Linked DNA regions of Mus musculus: region 2 is linked to region 1. A link is a contact called in public Hi-C data. All regions are on one chromosome and are shown on one strand. The core of a region is the stretch at or near the end of the contact, and the rest is flanking DNA. Distances in the headings are between cores, read along the strand shown. Region 1 has its middle 29 kb from the start of Gm19866. Region 2 overlaps A530065N20Rik (RIKEN cDNA A530046M15 gene).

Region 1 (5,394 bases), core at 1,624-4,123:
TTTCCCATTCAAATCACAGCAAAACCTGAGCAAATACACAATCATAGGCCATAACTCCTTCAGATATACATAGTATCAGGAATGAAGATATCTAACACAGTATCAATGTTTGTTATATTTGTATTTCTCTCAAATATTGTCTATAATGAATGGTAACAACTTGGCTTTAATTGTTAGTTTGCATCTATATACTGAGTAAGTTTTTACTGTTGAGCGGGGAGAGAATGAGGCAGCAGTCATCGGGTTTGGTTGCAAATATCCAATGAGTGAATGACTGGATAGTAAGATGAGTCAGGCTGGAGATTAAATGTACAGCATGGTAACTGAGCCCAGCAGAGTGGATCGTGCATAAGAACCCTTGGGTGTAAGTAAGCTCGTGTGCACAGATGGTCAACATGTGCTGTGATAGAATTATTATCCCCAGTTATTCCTCAATCAAGCTGGGGAAAGCTGTGTTTTCTCTGGAAGATTTTATTTTACAAGCTGTGGCAGGGGATGGGGTATATCTCAGTGGTAGGCAACTTGCCTGCCTTGTACAAACCTTGTGTCTGGTCCTTAGCAATGACACAAAGAAACAAACACAATGTTTCCCTGGATTAAACCTGTGCTATTGTAGAGTTACAAAAGCAAAACAATACAGAAGGTGGGGGGAGGGGGGGCTAAGGTAGGAGGAACCTGTAAGCTACAAGTTCAAGACCAGTAAGAGCAACATAGTAATACCCCATCTCAGCAAAGGACCAAATATTGGTCTCTTCCTCTCTCTTTTACAGTCACTTATGTGTGCACATATACCCATATATAGCCATCAGAGAACAGCTCCCAGGAGTTGGTTTTCTCTTTCCACCAAGTGTCTGAGGGATCAAACTCAGGTCATGAGGCTTAGGGGCAAGTTCTCCCCCATCCCCTGTGCCATCTCCACGGCTCTTGTCTTAGTCACAGTTCTATTGCTGTGAAGAGACACCAAGGCTATGGCAACTCTTAGGAAAGAAAGCATTTAATTGGGGGGGGGGGTGGCTTACAGTTAGAGAGCTTTAGTCCATTTTCATCATGGCAGGGAGCATGGCAGCACGCAGGTAGACGTGGTACTGGAGAAGTGGCAGGGAGTTCTACATTTGAATCTGCAGACAGCAGGAAGAGAGATACTGGGCTTGGTGTGAGCATGTGAAACCTCAAAGCCCTCCCCTAGTGAGAAACTTCTCTAGCAAGGCCACACCTCTCGATCCTTCCCGAACAGTGCTATACTCTCTGATGACTAAGCATTCAACTATGTGAACCTGGGGGTGGAATAGGAAGTGAGACTCTTATTCAAACCACCGCACTGGTATAGCCTTGTTTCAAACAGATTCAACACTCATTTTAAGCATTTCTACTGAATATTCTTTGTTGATTGTTCTTCATATTTAGAAGACTGATTTAGTTTTTGAAAACAACTAAGACTCACTGAGAATGTAATTAAGTGGGGGTAATCTACTTAGACACAGAGGAGGTGATCAGTGAGAACTTCTGAAGAGCCTTTGTATGCACTTGGAAGCCTTGTGAATGTGTTGCTGCAGGAATACTTGGGCACAGATGGAACTAGAGGATAGAGTCCCATCCATGACAGTATCAGGAGGCAATCAGTCTGTTTTCATGGAAGCACCCAGAAGCCATGGCACACCATCAGAAGTTTTTTAGTGTATTTCTCTCTATGGAGTCCTGACAAATGCAGCTCAACTATGCAATGTAAGACAGACCAATACGTGCATGTCATTAGCAAAGAATCCTTCATCATGTGTCTTTTCACATGCTTGCTTTAGCAGAACATCCTCTCTCCTGTGTCTGCTTCAGGAAAACACTCCTTCACGTGTCTGCCCCAGCAAAACACCATCTGACACAATTGACTTTCCAAAGAAACTGTAAGTTTCCACTTCAAGGAGCCTTGCCTCTTGAATTTCATAAAATGTAAAGGCAGGTCAAGTGTCACCTCAGTTGTCTCAAGGGCTTCTTAGGAGCTGGAGAAATGGCTCAGTTGGTAAAGCAACTGCCATGTAAGCCTGAGATCCCTAGTTTGAATCCCCAGTGCCCACTTGAAAAATTGGGTGTGGTAGCATGTGTTTACAAGTGGGTGTTTTGCCTGCAGGGATCTGTGTACCACATGCATGTAGTGCTCCTAGAGGCCAGAAGAGGGCGCTTGGATCCCTTGGAACGGAAATTACAGATGGTTGTGATTTACCAAGTGGGTGTTGGGAACTAAACCCATCTTCTCTGAAAGAGCAGCAAGTTCTCTTAACCGCTGAGCAAGTGTATGTGATCTAAGCTCTGGCTAAGCAAAGATTAGCAGATCCTGGAGCTCAGTGCAAGACCTTGTTTCAGGCCCTCCTTCCTATATCGGTGTTAGGGAGTGGTCAACATTGGATACCTCAATCTCTCATGATCTTTGTCATCTTTTTGGTGCATGTGTCTCCCATAGAGTGACCTTAGGAATGGGCCTTGCTCTGGCTGATGGCGTCAGAGCTCTTCCAACCACAGCAGGCAGGTTCTGCAGGGCCCTTTACCCTTGGTCCTTAGCCAAGAGGTTTGCTTCTCTTTGCTCCCCTGTCCCAGCGTGGAGCTAGGGTACAGATTTTGATGGCCTCTTATTAAGGTCCAGGGATCAGAACAGAAGGGAAGCAGAGAATGTGAACTTAGGGTCCAATCCTAAGCCCAACAGTGCAGCTCTCCTGAAGGGTCCTTTCGGCTGCCCTTGGGAAGCCATAGTCAGCTCCTCCCCACCCCCACCCCCCACCAAGGAATAACTGATTGACACGGGAAAGGAAGGAGTAGGTTTCCCTCCCTCAGAAAAGCAGGAGGCCCGTGAATCACCGCTCTGATTCAGCTCTGTGGAGCAATCTTCATTTCCAGACCAAGGCTCTACTTTGTCCCCAAGAGATGGATTTAATTAGAAGTTCCCTCCTCCCCACTGAGAACTGCTGAGAGCCTTCTTGATTTATTTTCATACAAGGCAGGGTGTATTTTGGTGTTTTTCCTAAAATAAAGTAAGAGTTGCTACAGGCAGCATTGATCTTCCAGAAGATGGTGGAGAGCTTCTCAGAGACAACAAAACAAAACAAAACAAAACAAAACCAAAAACAACCCACTCCAGCACCTTCTTGAAGCACCAGACCACTATTACCTCTGCAAACTTCAAAAAGGCAACCAAACTTTCCCTTCAAGGTGATGCGCTTTTGTTGGGATGGGCTCTGCCATGCCTCAATAACGCGTATCACCCAGATGTTTCTGGCCTAAACTACAGTGGGTTTGTTGGTTCCTCACTTCTAGTCCACACCCCACACAGATAGGCCAAGATCTGCTCTCATTGAGCTGTATTCAGAGCACTTTCTTTGAGAGCCCTGACTGGCTACTGTCTCGACTTGCAGGCCATGGTGGTACATGGAGTAGAGAGAACTCTAACCCTTGTCACTAATCAAATCTGTCCCAGAAGTGGCAAAAGTCACTTCTGTCTCCTCCCATTCACCAGAACTGGTCACTGGGTCTCACCCAATGACCCAGCAGGCAGGAAGTACAAGCCACCTTCCCTTGTAGCCTGGAGGAGTTGACAGTTATTGACAACAGCAACCACAGCATTCCAGATAAACATTTGTGGCTGAACAGAGCTTCCCCTCCCCCATCACATCTGTGTTCTCTTAGTCTCTTCTTGAAACCTTGGGGACAGCAAGGGTTTCTAGTAACAAGGACACATGCTATTATTCAATCTGTGACTGTCCTTGACATTATGTGCTTTGAGTTACTTCTATTTCCTGGGGATCTCTTTCTCTCTCTCTCTCTCTCTCTCTCTCTCTCTCTCTCTCTCTCTCTCTCTGTGTGTGTGTGTGTGTGTGTGTGTGTCTGTCTATCTGTCTGTCTGTCTGTCCCCATCTAACTTTGAGGATATTCTGAAAAGTGAAGACTAGACTCACACCAGAGCTCTCTGCTGCCTCTGGGGAAAAGGTGCCTTCACCTTAGAGTTGGTCCTGGGTGCACATTTTGTTTCTTTCTCAAATATTCATGTATTTTTATTTCAGATTCCCAGCATTTCTGTCAAAGGCTCATGTCCTCCTCTCCTCCTGTCTTGAACTTTTAACTCCAGAGCCTCTGAGGCCAAATAAGTATCACACCCATGGCTAGAGTTAATGTTAGAGTTAGGAAGAGTTCAGCTCCTGGGTATGTTTTTTTTTTTTTTTGTGGTTTATGATTGCTATTCATATCATAGGGTGTTAGTAACCACAGAGACAAGACACTGTAGAGCCATATAATGTGAGCACACATAGACACACACACACACATACATACACACACACACATGCACACACACTTATACACACATATACACACACATATACACATACACACACACCTATACACACACATATACACACACATACACACATACATACACAGACACGCATATACAGCCACATACACACACATATACACACATACACAGACACATACACACAGACACATACATATACAAATATACACACACACACACACCAATATATACAAATACACACACACACAGAGCACAATTATAACTAATTCTTTATGTTTGAAGGTATGTATTTATCAGAGTTAAATTTCCCACAGTGAGATAGCTCACCATGAGAAAAAACAATTACAGTTACTGAAAATCATTTTTCTTAGACCCATTTAAAGAAGCACAGGGATGTCTTTGCAGCAGAAAATACAGTGGATACAGGAGACAGGGTATGCAAAGCCCTGAAAGCAAGCCATGTGGCATAGGAGGGCAGGAGATTTTAAATACTCTTAGGTCAGGCTAACTTGTTCTAGGCTAAGAACAGAATCCAAACATGGCTAAACCAGAATACTCAGACCTCTTTACAAAACGTATGTGGATAACATTATTTTTTGGAGAGATTATGGGAAGTGACTTTCTTGTTAATACAATTATTTGGGATTACGGCTCAATCCTGGCATTACCAGTGAGATTTTGAGATACCGGGAGGAGAGTTTTTGCTGTGTGTGTTACAGCCCCAGTTCACAGATCAGCACGAAGGCTCTTCCACAGAGAAGAAAAAGTGGTCAAAGTTTGTAAGACTGACCCTAAACTGAGCACAATTCGCCCTTTACAGAGGGGGGATTTTTTTTTCTTTTTGTCTTTTGTTTTCCTCTGTGCCACAAGGTGGCGGTGATCACATTCTCAAACAACCATCTGCCTCAGCTAAAATGAAGCCATGAAGTGGCAAAGTTTGATGTAATCTGCATCAGGAATGGAACCAGTATGTTCACAGTGGAAGGCCGGCACGGTTGCTATGGGAACGTCTCTCTCAATCAGCTTCCTTAACCCCTCAGGAGATAAATGGAAATGACCAATAGCCTTGTGGAAGGACTTCCTGCCATGAGGTTCTGCCTGTC
Region 2 (5,394 bases), core at 771-3,270, 220 kb after region 1:
CAGGCATCGAGTCTCTTACCATAGTCTTATGCAGCGATGGCCCCGTTCCTCTCTGCTTAGTCCCCACTAGGTTGAGTGTTGCGTTTCCCAGCCCCGACTGTCCCATGCTATCCCCATCCTGGCAATCATGGCCTTTAGTCAGGTTCCCTCATCAACCCTGGGGAGGCTTCAAATGCAGCTTTGGTCTTGAAGGACTGCTTGGAACATCTGTTCCTCAGAGGGTTCCTTCTTTAGGGGATCCCTAAATCACCCCAATTGACCAGAATTCTCAAGGCTGATTCCAAAACCAACGAAAAAAAACTGGTGCTTTCCTCTGCGTTAGCCCTGGCAGCTCTATCATTGCCAGAGACAACCGGGAAGAGAACCACGCTTATTTGAATGGAGGACAACCGACATTTGATTAACATTTCAAAACTACATAACTATATAAGAAACGTCTTGTTTTCAAGAGTAGTCATGTTACATGGTTTTCAGTAACCTTAACTATGACATCCCTTGTTCCTTGACTGAGTTTTCTTAGTAAGTTTACCAAATACTGATTTTTTTTTTTTCTGGACCAATTCTAGGAAAGAAAAAAAATGTCCATAGAGAAAACATAATCCAATCATTTAAAAAAAAATGGGTCACCAGTGGCCAAGTCACAGTTCCTGGACACCATTTCATTACAAAGGAGATTGTATTTTATAACAATACAATTTGTCTCAAGGAGTTTTGTTAGTGTGGGAACACAGAGAGAAAAATAACACCAAATGTGTACACACACACACACACACACACATATATCCATGTGCCAAATGAGGACCTGGGACTGCATACATTCCAGGGCAAGACAGAAGAGAATGGAACTGCAGGCTGTGACCTACCACTGCAGGTCTTTATGGGGCAGTCGCCTGGTCTGTGCTCATAGACATGGTGACAGAATAAGGATTTCTAAGTGTAGAAAAACCATTCAAAGTTGACTCATCTTTTTTTTCCCTGTTTGATCAGTTTATTAAACACGGGTTGTCACACTCCTCTGATTTATTTTGCTTGTTTCTGAGCTTGGTGGGAGCTCATTTCTGTCACCCCCATATGGATGATTCTGAGTAAATTTTGGTTTTTCAAGTGTTCCCTTTCCATCCTGATGGCTGCATTTATTCTGTGCTTCAGACCTTCTGGCTGAGGACCGTTTTGGAAAGTTCCTTGTATAATAAATAAATGATACAATAGTAAATACAATAAACAAATAAAACAAGAATGTGCTTCTTCAGATAAATCATGTGTATATAACTTTGGTCAAACAGACCTTCCTTTGAAGAAATTTGAGAATGTATTAGGGCTATCATGACCACAACCCATGATCACATAGACAATTGAGAAGCTAGTTGTTTCAGAAACATTTGATTGTAAATCCTGTCTGTAGTAGCTGGCCAAGCGAACATTAGCTGTGTGTGTGTGTGTGTGTGTGTGTGTGTGTGTGTGTGTGTGTGTCTATATAGATAGCATTAGTCAAGCTAATGTCCCTTTTTGTCCAGAGCATTTCAAGAACCACATGACTATCAGATTTTTCTGAGCCATGTTTTTGAACACATTATTTAAAACCATATGTCAGGAAAGTTGTACCAGGCTGCAGGATTGGCTGCAGGATTCTGTCAGCCTTTGAGCAGCACTCAGGAGCTGCCCCTGCACCTGCAGCATGCATTGGTCATGTGACTCTAGGGGTAAACTTCCAGATAGCAGTTTAGTTGTTGTCTCTTCCAGCTGAGACAATGGATGTGCCTAAAATTAGCTAGGAAAAGGCTGCGTGGTCTATCCAGGTTTCTCTGAGGAACAGGCCAGCTCAGCCTTGCTTAGTGTGCTCCTTCCCGCTCCATTTCCCCGGCTCTCCCCTCAGGTGTGTTCATGGAAAGCTGCCTCGAAGTTCTCGGAATTACTCAGGATTCTTTCCCAGTCCTTCATGGGGCCTCTAATGAAGTCTGAGCTGTAGCCTGGGGTTGATGCCAGCCTGGAATGCAAGGAGACTGAAAGCTGACACCCGTTCAACGGAGCAAAGGGCCTTGCACTGAGGTTGTTGCCATGACAACCTGGGTATGTTCCTGGTGACGCATTTACACAACGGGGTTAAAGTTCTTTGAAACCAGTGGCTGCTGTAAAAACAGCATATTAAATATGCTCCGGACTGTGGGCTGTGCATTCTTCTCTCTCTGGAGACACTCCCCCTGCCGTGTGTGTGTGTGTGTGTGTGTGTGTGTGTGTGTGTGTGTGTGTGTTTCATTGGGGGAAATTTCTCAAAGTGCAAAGTGAATTTACAGCAGAATCAATCAAATAGCGGGCTAGCTCTGCACAAATTTTCTCCTTTTTGAAAGGAAGGGACAATAATTTGGGTCATCATTCCCCTCTGCAGTATTTCTTTGTTTGTCTGTCTTGTTATCTCTGCACACCAAAACATCTGTTCTCTCACCTTGCCTCCTTGGTGTGGAGCAATATGTTTGAAGCTAGTCACTTGGCAAACCATTTGGAGAAAAGGATAGCTTCAATGAGCCCATGATTCAAAAATCTTTTGCCTTTTAAATTTGATTTGAATTGTTTTCTATTCACCTTGTAGTTTTGTGTTAACTTATTATTCAGGCAGACATTTGAAGGGGGAAATTAAGTAATCCAAAAATATAATGATTGTTCTGCTAGGAAGCCTCCTATTTGCTGGCTGTATGCGGGTTCTACAGACCAGATAGGTAAGCCATACAGCTTTGCCAAGGGAAGCCTAGTCCAGCCCAGCTTGTCACTGTCTTTAAAGTTTAAAGACTGTCCCAGTTTGTCCTGAGCATGGGCTTTCCTGAGACTTGAGAGATTTACTATTAAAGTTGAGAAATGTCAGGCACACCAGGACTAGCTGGTCACTGTGTATCGAACAACCACCACTTAATATCTGCCCAAATCCCAAGGCTCTACTACAGAGGCATTGACACCAAGTCTACTTGTCTTTGGGCAGCCCCATCTCCTTTGGTAATTTAGTGGTATTGGCAGCAGACCTGTTTGTCTGTCTACTCAAATGTATTCAGGTCTAATAAGAGACCTTAAAAGGTATTATGCCCATTCCGGAGATGCTATGAGCCCCCTCCTGGGTGGGACCCCTTTTGGCTTCTGGCTACCATCTTGCTTGGAATGAAGGGCCATCTATCACTGGCTTCCTGTCTCCTTTGCCTTCACATCAGTAGAATCCAGCACTGATTAAGGAAGCTCATTCATGTAGCTTCCTTATTGTGGTACCTAAGAGAAGGTGAGGCAGGAGTCTCCGACTATTCAAATTGAGATGGACATGACACGGTAGATCAACCTCATCAGATTTTACCTGGCCTAAGTCTCCATCCTATGGATGAACAGAAGGGGCTTCAGAAAGACCTGTGGGCTGATTTTCTGGCCTCGGGGATATCTGCCTGGGATTTTTTTTTTTTTTTTTTGTATCAACTGAATCAAGATGTCTTGGTCGCCTACCTAGTCTGTTGTCCAAAGTCGTCACTGGGGCAGTCAAAGGACCAAGACATGTTTCCATTTCTATAAAGAAAGTACCATAAAAATGTTGTAGTTTCACTGTTTAAGTCCAAAAGGGAAGAGACTAGTTTAGCTTTGAGAAACACGACCCAGACAGACATGAAAAGGCACTAAAGGATATACCCTGGAGTGACCACTGTGGTTTTACCCAAAACCCTCTAGGTTACCTGAGCAACCCAGCAGTGCTTCACCTTGAAAGAGAGTCACCTAGTTAATCACACAGTACACAAAAAATCTCAGATTCGTTCATTCATTCATTCATTCATTCATTTATTCATTCACCAGGTGTTTATACTGCTCAGAATACTTAACCCTGCTCCAGATTCCCAGAGAAAGGCTGTGTTAATCAAACTGTTGTAATCAAGGTCTCCCTCCCTCTCAGGAGGCTTACAGACCAGGGGAGGAAAGCCAATGAGAAAGTCCTTCAGCACACACATTCATAGACACCCTTTTGGAAAGCTCTTCAGGGTGTGTTCACTGTGGCTGCCTAAGGTCCAAGTACTAGTTCAAACAAGTTCACACGAAAGAATTTCTCCTCAAATTCTAAATTATGGCATCGGAGACTCTAGCTACATGAGGTTGTTTGTTTGTTTCTTCTTCCTGGAACGTCAGAACATACATAATGTTTTTTAAATGCTGGTGATCAGGTAACAAGAACTTGTTTTAAATGTCTGAATTCAGTTGGTATGTGTACAAACTCTATCCTGCCTCCTACAGCAAGAACTGGGTGGGGGGAGGTTAAAACTCATTGGCTGTCTTGGCTAAATGAACTCAGGGGAGGTTAAACTCTTTAACTCTATTGGCTAAATGAACTTGTGTCCATGAGTTGTTATGTTGCTGAAAGGGAGGGTAGGATTTTGCAGGCAAAAATCCAATCTGGTCTTCCTGACCTGATTGTGAAGGTGGCTGAGGTGGACCCTTTTATTGGAAACTCATTCCTGTCCTCTAGTCTATAGCTGGGGTGGCCATCTATCAGCCAAGCCTCAGAGAGCTAAGTGGTTGTGCAGTCTGCACTTCCTCGTGCACCATAGTCCCCGTGCAGAAGGGTTCTCCTGGGTTGAACCCTTCTCATGGTTTTGCTAAGAACAAGCTTCTCTCGGGAGAACTGTTTTTCTTATGTCTCTCATGTCTTTATTTTGGATCTTACAGGGCACAACAATGGCTGCTTTGTTGATCAAATGATTTGGTCAACCATATTGGTCGTTTTCCAGAAGGTTGGGCAGACACTGGAGCCCTTGAAAGGTGTGAACGTCTGTGAAGGGGTGGTGACCTTGAGGCTGGCTGGCTGCACTTGAGATCAGATCCTCCAGCTTTGGTATCAGACCATGCCCGTGCTTTGCTGATGACACTGCTGTCTCTTGGGATGCAGTTCTGAACTAAGTACTGCATTCCACACTCCACGCTCCTGGGAGAGTTTTTAATCTTTTCCATTTTTTTTTTTTTTTGGTACGGGTAGATGGTATGCATTTTCTGATTTTAAAACAAAGTTGTTACAAGGTGGTTTCTATTTTGAGGTTTTTTTTTTTCTTTCCTAGAAAGGAAAGAGAGGTTAAATTGTGTTTTATATGAATTCAAAGAAGGCTGCTTTGAGAATAAATAGCTGCCTGGCTGTATGACTGTTGAGGTATAACATGACACATGATTCTGTGTATAAGTGTGATTGCCTTCAGAGGATAACTGAGAAACTAAACTCAATATATACTTGCCAAAATATCTTCTCCTGGGCCATCTCCTCTCAAGTACAATGTGTATTCAGGCACCTGCAACCTCAGTTGTTTGCCTGGACAGCTAAGAGATCTATCGGGGGAGAAACGGAGATCTTAATCTGTGGCTTTTAGAGACATTTGGTTTGGGTGTTCAATCCTG

Evidence for each region. A called contact is a pair of places that touch in the nucleus more often than the background predicts.
Region 2: a contact with region 1 is called in a Hi-C map of embryonic fibroblasts, with 4 times the contacts expected there. The contact joins two enhancer-like sites. A contact is called at or near these places in 6 of 484 Hi-C or Micro-C datasets (embryonic fibroblasts, nephron progenitors and uterus), 6 of 115 datasets of contacts at active chromatin or transcription factors (the NIH/3T3 cell line, astrocytes, differentiating embryonic stem cells and 3 more) and 1 of 9 other capture datasets (embryonic stem cells).

Annotation. Positions count from the first base shown.
Region 1 is chr13:59,884,623-59,890,016 of GRCm38.p6, forward strand. No RefSeq gene overlaps it. Among named protein-coding and RNA genes, the nearest start is that of Gm19866, 29 kb to the right of the region's middle. Within about 2 kb of position 2,874, at least 35 of the 459 cell types and tissues checked have an H3K27ac peak or open chromatin away from gene starts, as enhancers often do. A contact at or near this core is called in the NIH/3T3 cell line, embryonic fibroblasts and uterus, where this site is marked.
Region 2 is chr13:60,108,606-60,113,999 of GRCm38.p6, forward strand. A530065N20Rik (RIKEN cDNA A530046M15 gene) reads left to right here. Exons shown (of 3, transcript NR_046142.1): 2 at 1,874-2,067; 3 at 4,678-5,394. Among named protein-coding and RNA genes, the nearest start is that of Gm46420, 15 kb to the right of the region's middle. Within about 2 kb of position 2,021, at least 179 of the 459 cell types and tissues checked have an H3K27ac peak or open chromatin away from gene starts, as enhancers often do. A contact at or near this core is called in the NIH/3T3 cell line, embryonic fibroblasts and uterus, where this site is marked.